2 separate regions of the Mus musculus genome follow, and region 1 is linked to region 2. A link is a contact called in public HiChIP or PLAC-seq data. All regions are on one chromosome and are shown on one strand. Each heading gives the region's core, a stretch centred on a gene start, on an enhancer-like site or on the middle of the called end of the contact. The rest is flanking DNA. Distances are from core to core; before and after follow the strand shown.

Region 1 (4,703 bases), core at 73-2,572, 150 kb before region 2:
TGCAGGAAGCGCTGGTCCGGTTCTGAGCACTGTATGAAACCCGCCATATTGACATACATCTCTGGTTGGCGCTTAGGAGGTACAGGCGGAAGACCAGGATTATCACTGGCTATCTGTTGAGTTCCTGTCCCTCCTGGGATATATGAGACCCTGTTTCTAAAAGAAAATATGACAAAACAACACATGAGAAGGCTGAGAACTTAAGAGCTGTTTCTTCAGAGGACCCTGGTTTAAATCCCAGGACTGACATGATGGCTCACAATCTGTATGTAACTCCAGTTTTAGGGAGTCTGATGCTGTCTTCCGGCCTCGGGCACTGCATATACTTAGTGCATATACATACATTCAGGCAAGGCACTCACACATAAAATAAAATCTAAGAGACAGAGACAGACAGAGTGAGAAATAAGAGAGGGAGGAAGAGAAAGAGGGAGGGAGGGGAGAAGGGAGAGAGCACGAGACTCCTAAAGGCAAAGACTAGATGGTTGGGCATTCCACTGTCTTTAGTTTTTCTATGGTTTTTTCCTTGGTGAACCAAATCAAGCCCTTATCCACAGTGGGGATCGTCATGATCTTGGGGGAAGAGACAGAGAGGATCTAGCTGGAATATTCTGGGAGAGCATGCCTTATTGGGAGGGGCTTTTTGACGAGTTCTGCTGAGGAAGAAAATGACTGTCAGGTGTTTATAGGCGAACCAATCTGTCTTCGCCTTTGGCGGCTCTCAGCAGCAGGGTCTCCACACAGTGACTAGAGAATTCTTTGAAGTGGGTACTCCCAGAGAAGAAAGGGATGAGCCAAAAGGTTTGGGTCTCCCTATAAATTAAACCCAGCGTCAACAGGGATCAGAGCAAGAAACTTTAAGTGTCCAGTTTTCCCTTCTGTCCACACGGTCCCTTCCACTCCCTTCCTCCGTGCCCTGTGAATAAATAGCAAGTAGGTTTGGTGTTCATTACTCTTTTGCCGTGAAGACAAAGGTGACTCATCAGGCTAAATCGGAGATGGGGGGGTGGGGGGGTGGGGAGGATACCATTTTTCTCGCCGTGTACCAAGCTAGGTTACACGGAAGTGAATTCCCAGAAAAGTCGTAAAATAGTGAAGTAATCCTAAGACAGATACGGGGTCGACAGCTACAGGCACAGGCCCCTGAAGACAGGCCTCTGTGTTGTGGCGAGACAATACTGCTGACCATATGGTCTCATGGCAGGCCGGTTGTGGAAGTCAGTGGCTGCCTTTTGTTTGGGGAACTCTCTCAGCCATGGGTCTGTGGGAGCTCTCAGTGACTTCCTGTCTCCCTGGCAGGCATGCTCTTGGCCCCGGGCCAGGCTTGCTGTACTATTGCAGTCTCAGGCCAAGCCCAGCAGCTTGCATTTGGTAAGCAGTCATTGCTCCTGACTTTGGTCACTCAGCAAACCGTTTGTCCCACAAATACACACTAGGACCTTTTTTTACACGATATCTCCGTGGCAACTATTACAAAGAGAGCATTTTTTTTTTTTACGTACAACCTAATTAATTGATAAATGTATAGAATCCTGGATACTCAGTATTCCTGGTGAAAGTGAGAGTCGTTTGTATTTTTTCAGAGCCCTTTTCAAGTTGCTTCCCTACTCCTAAGGCTCAGCTAGCTAAGACTGGCTCGGATGCTAGAGGCAGGGCTCCTGCTACAAAAAAAGAGAGAGTCGCCATCTATCCAGTTTTTACATAGGGCTAAAACAGGCCCTATGCTTAGCCTGGGTCTATTTTTTGAATGTGTGAAGCCAGCATGTGTGTGTGCATAAAAAGGCTGATTAACTCCACTTTCCTCTGAAGCCTCTCCTCTGCCACTGTGCTGACTCTTCCCAAGACCAGGGTTTCTCCGTCTCCCTGAGTCCTGGATGTCTCTGATCACTGTTGGTTAGGGCCACCCACCCTGGCTCCTTTTCTTTGCTCCCCCAAATATGGAAATGATCCCCAAAAGAACACATGGCCCTGGGAAAGGTTCTTTCAAACACAGCAGAAGGCGAGACCCAGCGAGGCTCACACTCCAGGAGGGGAGGCTGTAGCCTGGGCTATTGTGCCCGTGAGGGAGAATATTTTTATTCCAGGAACTGCATGCATGGAGGAAATGGATACCACTCACACTTTGATTGAGGAACACCAAAAAGCTCCATGTTCTTGGTCTCTAGGAAGTCTTCGTCCTTCTCTCATATGTATGTATGTATCTGTGCTTGTCTGTGTGTGTGCATGTGGAGGCCAGAGGTGGGTGTTCGGTATCACCCTCCATTGCTTTCTTCTTCCATCTTGAGGCAGGAACGTCGCTACCACTGTCTAGCCAATCAGCCTGCTCCAGGAATCACCTGCCTCCACAGAGTGCTGGGACTACAAGTGGGCTGTTACATCCACTGAGCCTTTACATGGGCACTGGGGATTTGAACTCTGGTCCTTATACTTCTGTGGCAAGGGCTTTACCCCCTAAGCCATTTCCTAGCTCCTATGAAACCTTTTGGTGTAGAACACCTATGAAGGTTGATTTGGTTATGATGTTGGGATAAATCTATTTCTTTTCCTCATGAAGAAATGTCATTTCAAGGCCAATGCTGCTGTCTCTTGTATGAATGTATGTATGTATGTATGTCCTACTAATGACTAATCGGAGATTTTTATTTACACATTGGGCTGTGCTATGGGAATTGATATATTTTTGGCCTTGAAAAAAGTGTTTTTAAGTTCAAAGAATTACTCTGCTTGGAGACCTTCTGTGAGTTTGTACTCGCCATGTTAAGCAGGGGGTTAGGAACTGTTGTCCCATGCCCTGGAAGTGGTTCAGAATATTCTGAGGCAAGAGTGGGGTCCTGTGTTTTGTTGACTTGCTAATTAGTTTGTACCAGCAACTTGTGTGTGAGCTTCTCCTGGGTTCTGCACCCATACAAATTCCTTCCCTTGGGTCTCCTGGGTCAGTAGAACAAGCTGCATGCTTTCCTTCTGTATCCTGGCCCTCCTTGTTCTACTTCGACCTCTTGAGGATGAGGACCAAAGATGGGAAAAGGAAGAAGTGGGGGATAAATCAGGCAGTCAGAGGGGACAGATGGAAAAAGGTTGAAAAAAAAAAAAAGGGAAGATAGGTAAGAAATGACAAACGTTCTGAGTCCTAATTAATCAGGGGTATCATTTTCTATAGCTGAAGTATCCTGTTTCCTTGGACTTTCTAAGTATCTTTTTGTAACATGTAGTGTGTGTGTGTGTGTGTGTGTGTGTGCACATGCCATGGAGTGCATGTAGAGGTTACATCACCATGTGTATTTTGGGACTCAGGTTGTCATGCTTGGTAGCCTGACCGTCATGCGTGTCCTCACTGTCCAGCCCACCCATAAGTTTGTAAATATCTTTACAGTCATTTTATATTTTCAGAGTGCTAGCAGATATTCTAGCTATGCAGTGCATTTGGGAGACAAATATAGCAAGACCCTGCTCACTTTCCAAGGGACCAAATAAGCAAGTAGCCAAACAGCACTGGGGCTCTACGTTCTGTCCGTAGTTTCACCGCTCCAGTTTGGGAAGAAGAAATCAGAATCTTGAAATCGAACCATGCTGTTTTTATAAACTCTTAAGAAATAGGATCTTGGCAGGCAGTGGTGGCGCACATCTTTAACCCCAGCACTTGGGAGGCAGAGGCAGGCGGATTTCTGAGTTCGAGGCCAGCCTGGTCTACAAAGTGAGTTCCAGGACAGCCAGGGCTATACAGAGAAAGCCTGTCTTGAAAAACCAAAAAACCAAAAAAAAAAAAAAAGAAAAAAAGAAAAGAAATAGGATCTTTGGGGATTCTGAGGACAGTTGAATTCTGTGTGTGTGTGTGTGTGTGTGTGTGTATACCCTTGTGCCCTAATGAGATTTGTATTGTAATTATTGAATACCTAGAGGACTCTTGGAGTTGAATTGTGGGAATTCTTTGCATTATAGCTGGCAGGCACCACAACCCATCACTTTGTGGTCCTCTCGTTGTTGTCCCAAGCAGTCACAAAATGCCCTGTGATTCAATCATAACTATCATCTGGGGAGTGTGTAGAGTTATATAGCATGTAGTTATCATCCTAAGGTATCAAGGACGTCAAGCCAGTGCGAGAGGTTAGAGGTTCATGTTCATTACCTTGTGATTGACAGCACAAGTTCCTTTGGGCAGCGTTACCACTTGAATACGAGAATGAGACTTAGGGCTGGACAAAGTTTATCTACTAATTTTTAAGTTATATAGATTTTTGTTATTTTTGAGTCAGGATCTCTTCCTATAACTTAGGCTGGCCTCCAGTTCAAGATCCCACTGCCCCAGCCCCCTGAGTGCTGAGACAGGGGTGAACTACCATGTCTGGCCTGTCAACATATTTTTGACAGTTAGTACTAGCACTGTGAAGTGAGCTCATTGATACACTATTGGGCAGCTTTGTTCTAGAAATCCCAAACTTCCAAAGTCTTCCGTGAAAGAGGAGTGTGTGCAGTTATGTCTGTAAAGCTACATATTTATAAACCTAAATGGAGGCCGGGCGTGGTGGCACATGCCCTTAATCCCAGCACTTGGGAGGCAGAGGCAGGAGGATCTTTGTGAGTTTGAGACTAGCCTGGTCTATAAAGAGGGTTTCAGGACAGCCAGGGCTGTCACACAGAGAAACCCATCTTGAAAAACTAAACCAAACCAAACCAAAGTAGCAATGACAACAAAATCTAAACAGATA
Region 2 (4,244 bases), core at 1,061-3,560:
TTGACCTTGGTTCGCTTGCTTCTGCATCCTGTGGACTCTTGGCTGGCAAGCTCACACAGAGTCCAGCTAAGGTTGTATTTTGATGATGTCATGATTCTCAAACCCTCCTTCCTCTCCTGTTTCCCAAGTGTCACCCATAGGACAGGCACCCCAGAAAGAGCAGAAGGCGACAGACCATAGACGTCGCTGTAACATCTCCTTTTTACTCAGTATTGAGGAATCCACAGTATCTGGGAAGAGCCGTCCTTCCTGTGATTAATATGCAATTGTTAGTGTTCGTTCCATCTGATAATATTAGTGTCTTTGCTGTTATTTTGAACTTCAGCTTATTAAATTTATTTGCGATTGTTTTAAGTGTTCTGTATTCTCATCAGTGTATTGGAATGTATCTGTGTGTGCTCGTGCATGGTTATGTCTGTAGCTATCGCTATGGTCAAACAGATCACTATTATTATCTATAGCCCATTTTTAAATCTCTAGATGTGGCTTCAACTTATGTCCGGGACTCATGAGAACCCAAGATGTTTATTTATTTGTTTGTTTGTTGGTTGGTTGGTTGGTTGGTTGGTTGGTTTGGTGTTGGTTTTGGTATTTTTGAGACTGGGTTTCTCTGTGTAGCCCTGATTGTCCTGGAACTTGGGTTATAGACCAGGCTGGCCACAAACTCAACTGACACAGCCTCATGAATGTTGGGATTAAAGGTGGTAAAGGCAGCCAGGCTGAACCTAGGCTTTTATTGTGACCATCCCAGAAGATCCAGTATCAGAAATAATCTATCCCTTCTGTGTGTATTTCTGTTTTTAAAGCCTAAAACACAAGAGACTTTGACTTGGGGTGAAATTACTGCAGAAAAACAAACGAACAAACAAACAAACAAAACTAGATCCAGAACTACCTATATTTCAATTTAATGCAGTATTTTAAATTAATGCTGCCCCTTTTAGTTTACTACAAAGTAAAAACAAAAATTACTGGGGAAATGGCTCAATGGGTAAAGTGTCTTTGAGCCAGCCTGCATGCAGCACATGTAAATAACGTGGTGTTGTCTTAGCCTTCTTTGTGGATCCAGGAGGCCATGGGAACTGATGGACTCACACCTTACGGTTCACACGAGAATGAGAGGACAAGCTTCGATGAGCAAAACACCGAGGTTGAGAGTTCAACACTCAAGTTCATGCGGAGAAAATGTTTTTCAGTGTGTTTATCTCATTATGATTCAAATGGCTTACTTTCTGAGATTTCTGTGCTGGTTATACACACAAGGTTGTCATTTAAGATGAGTTATTTGGGGTTTGTAAAAACAGATGCTCATGGGCATCTCCTTTTCATCAACAAAATGAAAACATTTAAAAAGAGGTGTGCCATCTTTCCCCCCTCCTAAACAGTTAGGATTTTGAATAATTGAGACAGCCATGGCAGTGCTTTGGAGAAGGCTCACTTGGTGATGAGCTTGCCACACAAGCATGGGGACCAGAGTTAAGCCCCAGGAACCACATAAAAGAATAAAAAACTCGTCCCACTTCTGGGGAGGTAGAGACCAAGGGATCCTTAGGGCTCACTGGCCTGGCAGTTTAATCTCCTTGGCAGCCCTAGGTTAGTGAGAGACCCTGTCTGAAAAACAGGAATGTTGTCTGAGGAGTAACAAGTGAGGTTGACCTCTAACTCCACACTGCACCACCCCCCACACACACACACACAGAGAAACTAATGTTTCATCCTTCCGTGTGGGTACTTTCTATTACCCGTTCAGTTTGTCACCATATACCGTTCCTTCCCACTCTGTGTTCGGTAAGACCGAATTTGTACTGGAAATAAATGGTGCTAGAGGAGCTTCTCCCATCAGATTGACAACAGCTGCAGGCGGGGGCTTGCTGTGTTTGCAAAGCCTAAGTGTGTTGCGTTCATTAGGAAGTAGGGGGAAAAATAAGAAAAAAAATTGCTTGTCATTTATAATCGACTTTCAAAAAAAAAAACCCCAGGACTAGGAGAATAACTATGTGGTATTTGAGGCAGTGGCCACAGTTTGGTCGGTGAGTTGTAAGGATTGGGCTTTCCTGGTGTGCAAAGTCATGCATAACCTGACCTTGCCACCGGATAGAGTGAGGTGATTCATCCTTGTCAGCTGAGTACCAGCCATCAGACAGGATGCTCCGCCATCTTACAGTTCCACAGCCATGTCCCAAAACAATAGAATTCCTCTAGAGGGAGAGTAAGTCTTCCCTAATCTCACAGTCTTGCTCATTCTTGTCTGTCCACCACCTTCCCAGGCTGCCATATCGGTGCTTGTGGGAAAACCCCAGCTGATGGGGCCCCTGCTGTCAACTCATCTCAAAACAGAGTAAATGGAAGCTTTGCGGGCCGGGCTCAGAGTTACTATATGGTCTGTTAACTGTGCTGATGAGTCATGGTCACCTGGCTATGCGGTCACATGGTCACATGGCGAGTTTGAGATCATCAGTAATCGCAGAATCAGGAAAACTGTCACTCTCCACGGGAAGCTTAAATAGCGTGACATCCCCCACCCCCCAAGTACAACCTAAAGATATAGAAAAATGGCTCTGTCGGATGTCCCCACCCTTCTCCTACCCACAGTTTGATATTATTTACAGCCTCAGCTGGCACCATGGTTTCCAAAGCCAGGCTAAAACACACCAGAGGGAAACCCCCTGGATTCTTTTTCTAGCAAGGTTAAAAAAAAAAAAAAAAAAAAAAAAAAAAAAAAACCCAGACCAAACCAAACCAAACCAAACAACAAAACAAAAACCTAGTTCTATTAGATGTTGCTCCAAAACTGTTTGAGGTTTTATACCTGTAGAACAAGATAGTAAATAGACAAAATAATAAACAAAGTCATACTGCCATTTTGCAGTTGTCTCTGGTTGCTCCCTAGTGTAACTGGGGCACTTTGGGAAGGAAAGGGGAGTTTTCTTATTAACGCGTTCTCACGCCCGGCCAGGAAGAACACAGCAAACCAGAATCTTCTGCGGCAAAGCTTTATTGCTTACATCTTCAGGAGCCAGAGTGCAAGAGAGCAAGGAAGGGAATGGCGAAACCCCATCCCTTTTTAAGGAGAATTATCCTCCACCTAGGACGTATTACTCCCTGATTGGCTGCAGCCCATCGGCCCAGTTGTCATCACGGGAAAGGCAGAACACATGGTGGGAAAACTGCCCCTGCATGTGTGCAGACTATGTTTACCACTTAGAACACAGCTGTCAGTGCCATCTTATAATGGCAAATGTGAGGGCGGCTCCTCACAGATCCCCCTTTTCTTTTAATAAGAGCAATAGGCCACCCATATTAATGAGAGTGGAGATAGAGGTCAAATCCCCAGTGTGCAGGTAAAGGAGCCGTACACATAACCTCCTCCCAGGCTCATCACCCAGAGGGGTCCTGGTCTGGTCCCGTGTTGTTTTTCCTGGGGGAAGGACACTTGAACACTCAACCTTCTTGAAAGATGACATGTCTCCCTAGAATAGGCTCATATGTGCCGCAGAGCCCTTCTACTGCAGTGCTTAGCCGTGCAACTCTCTCGGGCTGCTGAAGCACACTCACTCTATCCCGTGCAATGAGGTGCAAGAGCTGAATGGCCAGCGACCTATTGCTTAAGCATAGATATATCAGGGGGAGCACCATGTTCTAGAGCTGCAAGTGCCTGGGCAATAACCACCTTGTATCTTCTAGTTTGGGCCTTAAGCTTACAGACCAACCAAAGAAGCAACACTAATCCACAGCAAAGTGTATCTCCACATAATCTCACCCCCACCCATTCTTTAAAGAAGGAAAATGCTGAGGAGATCCAATTGGGTAATCCTTTGATCAGGGACAGGTCCAAGCGCTTGGAGTTGACCTGAATGATGGCAAGTCTCAATTCCCGAAGGGTCTGTTCAAATTCAGCCGTCCAATTCTGTAACATATACTGAGAAAGACCTTTTAACAAATTAGCTGCCCTAGTAAATTTCTCATACTGAATGGAAGTAACGCACAATCCCGGAAACTTTTATTCACATCCCAGCCACTTCTAAAAGATTTACTGCATTGACCACATAACAGGAATCTGACACAATATTAAGGGGTTCTAAAAAGGTTTTTAAAACTTCTAAAACCACTAAACATTCTACCACTTGAGGTGAATTTTCATTATATTGTTTGGATACCACTTTACCATTAGCCACATAGGCACCTATACCAGTTTTTGATCCATCAGTATATACCACAATCCCATTTTTAAGTGGGTTTCTTAC

What was found. HiChIP or PLAC-seq counts read pairs in DNA pulled down with a chosen protein or histone mark.
Region 1: a FOXA1 HiChIP or PLAC-seq map of pancreatic cancer cells shows a contact between it and region 2. The contact joins two enhancer-like sites. A contact is called at or near these places in 1 of 484 Hi-C or Micro-C datasets (nephron progenitors) and 3 of 115 datasets of contacts at active chromatin or transcription factors (fibro-adipogenic progenitors, microglia and pancreatic cancer cells).

Annotation. Positions count from the first base shown.
Region 1 is chr3:52,085,145-52,089,847 of GRCm38.p6, reverse strand. The region is part of intron 1 of Maml3 (mastermind like transcriptional coactivator 3); the gene reads left to right. Among named protein-coding and RNA genes, the nearest start is that of Maml3, 18 kb to the left of the region's middle. Within about 2 kb of position 1,322, at least 349 of the 459 cell types and tissues checked have an H3K27ac peak or open chromatin away from gene starts, as enhancers often do. A contact at or near this core is called in pancreatic cancer cells, where this site is marked.
Region 2 is chr3:51,933,172-51,937,415 of GRCm38.p6, reverse strand. All of the region lies in intron 1 of Maml3 (mastermind like transcriptional coactivator 3), which reads left to right. Among named protein-coding and RNA genes, the nearest start is that of Maml3, 170 kb to the left of the region's middle. Within about 2 kb of position 2,310, at least 23 of the 459 cell types and tissues checked have an H3K27ac peak or open chromatin away from gene starts, as enhancers often do. A contact at or near this core is called in pancreatic cancer cells, where this site is marked.